Linked DNA regions of Capra hircus: region 2 is linked to region 1. The links are chromatin contacts, called in public Hi-C maps. All regions are on one chromosome and are shown on one strand. The core of a region is the stretch at or near the end of the contact, and the rest is flanking DNA. Distances in the headings are between cores, read along the strand shown. Region 1 holds the start of TRMO (tRNA (adenine(37)-N6)-methyltransferase). Region 2 holds the start of TBC1D2 (TBC1 domain family member 2A).

Region 1 (3,808 bases), core at 834-3,333:
TCTGAACACCACAACAAAGATCCTCCAGGCTGCAACTAAGAGAAAAAAAAAAAAAAAGAATCATTATATCGAGGAGTGTTTCTCAAAGTGTAGGCAGATACCTACTTTGAATCATTTAGGGTTTGGTTTTTTTTTAAGGCAGATTCTTAGATCCTACCTCTAGAGAAAAGATTGTACCATAAACTACAAATAATCACATATAATTGTTATTTATATAATCATATATCCTCTAGACAGGATAATAAAAATTGCAAATCATATAATGAAAGTGCTACATATTTAAGTTCCTGCTTTCCATAAAGAGAACTTTTTCCTTTAAATCAAGTAACAATCTACTTCATCAGTGTCTCCAAGTCTGCTATGCATTTCAGAACATGTCACACTTAGTATCGTATTTCTGGCGTGACTTTCGTTGTATATGATATCTAAGGCCAAGCAGGCAAATACCTCTGTTGGGCCACAAAGCGACTATCACTTTTAGCAACACCTCCATCTAGTGGAAAATTGCAGCCATTTCGGCCCCAGTTTTACATCGTGCAAAGAGCTCAACAGTTCTCAACTTAACTTTTGTTTCACAGCTGCCCAGAACTGTTCCCTCCTGAAAACAGAATAAAGGTATTCTTTTTCAAATTTCACGTGGAAAAAACCTAGCAGACATGTAGGGTTATGAATTTCATCACTTTTAAAAGTTTTTGTTTTAAAACCCACAATCCTCTCTTTAAATCTTTGACTCCTTCTGATGGTTATTTTCTGATGGTGGTCTATTAGTTAATGACAAATGAACATGTTTAGGAACAGGTTTTCATGGTTGTTAAACTTTTAAATCTGTGGAGTTTTACGATCTTGAATAATTTGTTTTGCAAGCAATATGTCTCTCTCCCTCCCCTAGCCCAAGAAAAAGCAGGATAAAAAACTCAGAAGCAGAATTAAGCATACAGAGAAACTTTATAAATATACAGGTGGGAGACGAGGTTACAAGTAAGTAGGTAAGAGGCCTTGGTGGCTTAGACGGTTAAGAATCTGCCTGCAATGCAGAAGACCTGGGTTCAGTACCTGGGTGGGGAAGATGACCTAGAGAAGGGAATGGCTACCCACTCCAGCATTCTTGCCTGGAGAATTCCATGGGCAGAAGAGCCTGTCGGGCTACAGTCCATGAGGTCACAGAGTCGGACACAACTGAGCGACTAACACACACACACACACGTAAGAGGCCAGGCTAGCGCTGCAGGGGTAACTGGTATTGCAGGTGCTGAAAACTGATTCTTGTAGGCCCTCAACTTTTTAGAGCTTCCCCCAACCAACCACTACAATCCCAATGTATACGGCCGTTGACTCAGTTTCATTCTCACTTCAGTTCTCGTGAGGTACGGAGCGCAAGGAATAGTCCCCACTTCTTATCTCTACCTAGTCTGGTGTAGAGCTACACATCCATTAGATTTGAAACGAGGTTTATTTGGGTTTCTTTTCTGACTAAACATCCTTTTTATTATGGAAAAATTGGGAGCATACAGAAAAGTATAAACGACCATCTGTGTATTCCCACTACTCAAGAAGTATTAACGTTTTCTTAACATCCCGTCATCTCGCTATGTGATAACTGTATATACATATTCTTTTTATTTAAAAATTAGCATCATGCGTTGGATGAGTAGGTTGCTTATTATTTCGAGTATCTTTATGCATAAATCTTCATCGACTTGTTCTCAATGGAAAGGGCGATAAGTGAAGTGAAGTCGTTCAGTCGTGTCCGACTCTTTGCGACCCCGTGGACTGTAACCCGCCAGGCTCCTCTGTCCATTTCCAGGGGAATCTTCCCAACCCAGGGATCGAACCCGGGTCTCCTGCATTGCAGGCAGATGCTTTATCCTCTGAGCCACCAGGGAAGGCCAAAAGGGCGGTAACTTGGACCCTTAAACTGAAGCGGGTCCGTGCGAGACAGCACAAGACACAGAAGCGGAATAAGGCCTCCAACCTCTAACCGCCACCTAGTGGTAGCCTCTGACATCCCCCGCCCGCAGCCTCACTCCCCCAGCGCCCCCGCCCTGCGCGTGCTCAATCTTGGCGCCATCCGCCGGCACAGCTACTACGCAGGCGCCAGGTAGGGAAACCGGAAGCGGAAGGTTTGAACGTGTTGGGTGGGCTCCTGTGTGACCCGTAGCCATGCGCGACTTGAAAGAGTCCGGGCCTCGCGCCACAGCGACCCCGTGCGGGTGTGTGAAGCCGGCTCTGGAGACAGGTAACTTCTAAGAGGCTGGCGGTTCTGCGCGCGTTAAGACCTCCAGGAGCAGGTCTTAACCGTTTTCACTGCAGAGGGGGGACGGGACTTGCGAGACCTTGAATGGACAAGGGTCGTTTTTCGTATTTATTGCGAAGTTACGGATCATGTGCTCAGGCGACCACGTGATGTGTCTGAGGTGAGCGGGATGATGTCATCTCTCTGCTCTTTGGTGGCTAAGGTTGGCAAGGTCTTGGCGGAATAGCCACATGCACTAAGAACTACTGTGTACTGTGACCCCATGCACTCCCTTTATTGCTTAAAACTAGTTCGTTTCATGTACTGTGTTTTTTCAATTAAAAGCATCTTATATGCAACCCGTGTCCTTTTATTCTTTGCCTTGTATTTCACACTCCAATCAAACTGTTTTGTTCCCTTCTTATGCTAGAAAATTTGTCATTTAACTTTGTGCACCTTATTCTCTCTATTTGAAATACTCCATAGTCCTGACCAAGGTCACATACATAGTTATGGTAGCATAGAATTTGAATTATAGTAAGTCTTCTAAACATGAATTTTTCCTTTCACCCATGTTCTTTTCAGTTTATTATCTAAAAGGATATAACAATGCATATGTAATGATGAGGATATTTATATGTACTTATGAATGTCAGACATGACTGAGGGACTGAACTGAACTAAACTGATGAATGTTTTAAGAATCTTGTTTTATAGTTGCATAACATCTGGCGTGCTGTGGTCCATGGGGTTGCAAAGAGTCGGACATGACTGAGTGACTGAACTGAACTGAACATCTGGTAGAGGCTTCCCTGGTGGCTCAGTGGTAAACAATACACCTGCCAAGGCAGGAGACACAGATTGGATCCCTGGGTCAGGAAGATCCCCTGGAGTAGGAAATGGCAACCCACTCCAGTATTCTTGCCTGGAAAATTCCACGGACAGAGAAGCCTGGCCAACTATAGTCTGGGGCATCACAAAGTTGGACAGCTATAGTCTGGGGTGTCACAAAGTTGGACACGACTAAGCATACACGCATGTAGGAAACATCTGGTAGATTTTAAAACTATGAAGTCATTGCGTTAAAGAAAACACGTCTTCCTACATCTTTTCTTGACCTTTTTTTTTGTTGTTATTTTTGCCTGCTTGGAAAAGAAAAATAATCATGGTGGGTTTTAATACATTGTGTTAACACTATTTTGTAGGAAATTGTGACTTCTCTTTAAAAAATTTTTCTATTATATTTTATTTTAAAAATTTTTCATTGAAATATAGTAGATATATAATGTATTAGTTTCAGGTGTACAGCAAACTGATTCAGTTATATGTATGTGTGTATTCTTTTTATATATTCTCTTTATAATAACCATTATAGGTTATAAGATATTGAGTATAGTTTTCCAGGCTGTACAGTAGGTCATTTTTGGCTGTTTTATGTAAAATAGTGTGTATATGTTAAGCCCAAACTCCTAATTTATCCTCCTCTTCCCCTTTTGGTAACTGTAAATTTGTTTTCTGTGTCTGTGAGTCTATTTGTTTTGTAAATAAGTTCGTTATCATTTTTTTTAGATTCCA
Region 2 (3,808 bases), core at 818-3,317, 260 kb before region 1:
GTGGACTATAAAGAAAACAGAGCGCCGAAGAATTGATGCTTTTGAACTGTGGTGTTGGAGAAGACTCTTGAGAGTCCCTTGGACTGCAAGGAGATCCAACCAGTCCATCCTAAAGGAGATCAGTCCTGGGTGTTCATTGGAAGAACTGATGTTGAAGCTGAAACTCCAATACTTTGGCCACCTGATGTGAAAAGTTGATCCATCTGAAAAGACCCTGATGCTGGGAAAGATTGAAGGCAGGAGGAGAAAGGGACGACAGAGGATGAGATGGCTGGATGGCATCACCAACTCAATGGACATGAGTTTGGGTGAACTCCAGGAGTTGGTGATGGACAGGGAGGCCTGGCATATTGTGGTTCATGGGGTCACAAAGAGTCAGACACAACTGAGTGACTAAACTGAATTGAATCAGAAAAGAAGGGAAATCTGTTCCTAACCTGGCAGTGCTAGTCCTTGTAGGCAGTGGCACAAGACATGTAAGGGTCCCTGGAGGAATAACCTCTGGAGCAACCTCTACCAACGCTGGTAATGGGACCTAAGCCTGATACCCAACTGGAAGGAATTACTAACCATACCAGGAACCAACTCATAGAAAGGTACACCTGAACTAAATTTGGATTTTATTGCTTTCATTCCCCGCTTTGGCTGGAACAACAGTGTAATTAACATATTATTGATTTTGTAACTGAAAATTTGGTCCTCCTTCCCAATGCAGACTGAGGATAATGAGAAGGTTCTGAGGATAAAGGAAAACGAAATTTATTGATTTCACAGCAAATGAGGACAGTAGCAGACTAACTTCCTGAAAATTACCATCCTGCCTTCTGGGGAGAAACCAAGAGTATTTAAGGAAAGTCTTGAGACTGGGGTTAAAAGGAACAAGCAAAACTAGCAAGAAGGCCTGCCAGCATTAATCAGTAACAAAAAATGCAAACTTAGTTCCCAGCAATGCAAAGGGAAGACAGGAAAAACAGTTTTAGAAATCATCTATCAAAACAGTTTTAACCTTTCGGCCCTTTTACAGTTCGGAGGATGTTACTTCTTCATTAGTTTATTAAGAGACATTACCCCGTATACTAGTGACCTGGGAAATACTGTTATTATAAATTTTAATTTCTGCAGTGAGCCTCTATTTAAAAAAATTACTGTACTGGCAAAGACAATCTCAGTCTCTGAACATAATTTACCCGGAAAAATGAGAATTTTGTTAAGGACTGCAGAGAAAGAGGAGCTAAGAAAGGGCTAGGGCACCGTGATGGCTCGAAAGAGGTGGACAGAAATGGGCTCTACAGCCCAAATGGAGGGATACGCCTAAGGCAGGAGGGAAGGGGAAAAACTTAAGGTCAAGTGGTAGAATGAGACATGAAGTTGAGCGAGTTAGTCAGGGCCTCGGTACACATTTGTCTGTGTACACAATTTGCTGAGTCCAACCCTCGTCAGACACCGGGTTCTGTCAGGGCAGCAGCCAGACCCATGTAACGCAAGCAAACAGAAAAGGAGGCTGGGAGAGAGTGGGTAAAGGCCGCCGCGGTCAGGAGTGAGTCACGACTAAACAGCCGCGGGTAATCAGCCTACGAGCCCCACACGCCGTGAGCAGTGCCGGATGTGGCGACACTGAGCAGGGCGTCCCTTTCAGCCAATGGCCGCGCGGTCCGCCGTACGACGGTGACCGGAGGGGTACCTGGGGAGAAAAGGCGGGAGGCCCATGAGGAGCGAGAAAGGACCACCCCTCCACGTCATTACGCGAGTTACCAGAGCAGTGTATCGGAGGGCCCGCGTCTCTTTCAGTTTCCCTTCCGCGGGTTAACTAATTCAGAGACACCACGCCTTCAACCTGTGGACCGCCTCATGCCGGAAGCTGCCCCCAGTAAAGATGGCGGACAGGCAACGAGGAAAAGCCTGAAGTAGGCGGGAAAGGAGGAGCCGGCAGAAGGCGTGCCGGGGCGTGTCGTGAAGGGCGAGGCCCGAATGGGCGTGGCCATCCGTCCCTACTGGGCTTTCGATCTATGAGGCTCACAAGCTGCAGCCAACCGAGTCCCTCCGTCGTCTCCTGGAGGCGGGTCACCACTGGCCTCGCCCCCGTTGGATCACTCCCTCTTGGAAGGTTATCACCTGAGTTTTCAAGATTTGACTTGGGTTGGGCCACTAACCTCCAGTCCCTCTGCGATGGAGGACGCGCAGGAGAACACCGCGGAGTCTGGTTCCTCCGTCCAGTGGTCCGAAGAGCCTGCTGGCTTGGCCAAGGTCCCCGAGGTGTCGCTTTCTGAGGAGTCGGAGGGCTGCACCCGGCCCCTGGAGGCGGCCCCCCCAAAACTCTGTGGATATTTAAGTAAGTTTGGTGGCAAGGGGCCCATCCGGGGCTGGAAGTCCCGCTGGTTCTTCTTCGACGAGAGGAAATGTCACCTGTATTATTCGCGGACCGCGCAGGATGCGAATCCGTTGGACAGCATCGACCTCTCCAGTGCGGTCTTTGACTGCAAGGCGGACGCCGAGGAGGGGACTTTCGAAATCAAGACTCCCAACCGCATAATTACCTTGAAGGTAAATGGAGCACTTTTTCCCCTTTTTGGCCGGGATGGGATCCAGGGCACCGCCGAGCACAGGTGGGTGGTCACAATAAACTTATTATAATCACCGACCCCGATCACCTCAGTGAACCCTGGGTGCCCAGGGTTTTGTGCTTTTCAAAGCACATTCACACCCATTTCCTCATTAGGTTCCTGCAGTAAAGGCCAGGATGATGGACCTATATTACGGATCAAAAAACTGAGTCATAAAGGGGTAAAGGGACTGGTTTGAGTCACACCACTAAAAAGTAGTGTAGCCCACACTTGGAATCTCATAGCTTTCCTACCTCTCACTACCCTATCAAAACTTTTAGGATACAGTCCATTGGGTTCCAAAACAGTGAGACAAGGCTTAACCAGCTTAACAACAAAAAACTAGGCAGTTACCATAACTTTCTTACTTAGGGCTGAAGTACAGTCAAGATATGAGCTTTGCAATCCTCTTTCAAGGCCTGGATTCTGGATTACTTTTCTTGATGTTGTAGCCAAGGGGAGTGAATGCTGAGAAAACATTGGCAGAGATTGGGAGATAAATACTTAGGTTCCACTGATCAACCTACATTGGTCATTGAAGCATATCCAAACCTGTTTTCTCATCAGTAAGTTCTGTTTTATTATCATATTTAACTGGAAAAGCCTGAAGCATTGCAAAGACCATGTGCTTTGAAATCAGACAGGCTTGGATTCAAATTCTGCGTCAGCTACTTACTAACTGTGTGGCTCTGGGCAAGTTAACCTCTTAGTACCTAGATAGTTTGTGAGACTAAAACAAGGTATGTAAGCACCTGGCACATCACAGGCCCCTGCAAGTTACTGAATTAATCTCAGCCTAGACTACTGCTGGCATCTAGTGGGGGTGCAATACATATTTGTTGACTGAACACACAAACTGACAGAACCAAGGTCAGAAAGTTCTTGTCAAGTGAAAGTGCCTAGAACTTAACTAGAAAGAAAGATTGGTGTGGGCTAGGAGTTCTGGAATTCACACTCAGAGAGCAGTGTGCCAGTGGATTGCTTCCCTCCCACCCCCACTTCCAGCCTATGGAGAATCTATTGAGCCCCCTGGATATAGCTCACAGCTTTTAGTTGCACTTTAATGACTAGGCCAGTCTTGTGATCAGGCTGCAGTGGCGGGTGGGGGAGAGTCCATCAGGAGAAAACGATGGCCGAGCTGGGGCATCGGGGAAGGAGACTTATGCAGGTGGCTATGGATATGAGAGAGGAGTCAAGGATGGCTTTTG

What was found. Hi-C and Micro-C count contacts between places; a contact is called where the count stands out from the background.
Region 2: a contact with region 1 is called in a Hi-C map of blood, with 2.3 times the contacts expected there. The contact joins the promoter of TBC1D2 here to the promoter of TRMO in region 1. A contact is called at or near these places in 2 of 5 Hi-C or Micro-C datasets (both in blood).

What each region holds. Positions count from the first base shown.
Region 1 is chr8:62,755,333-62,759,140 of ARS1.2, reverse strand. TRMO (tRNA (adenine(37)-N6)-methyltransferase) reads left to right here and starts at 2,083. Exons shown (of 7, transcript XM_013966050.2): 1 at 2,083-2,236. The coding sequence starts at 2,161.
Region 2 is chr8:63,014,094-63,017,901 of ARS1.2, reverse strand. It overlaps TBC1D2 (TBC1 domain family member 2A), which reads left to right and starts at 2,067. Exons shown (of 13, transcript XM_005683907.3): 1 at 2,067-2,541. The coding sequence starts at 2,167.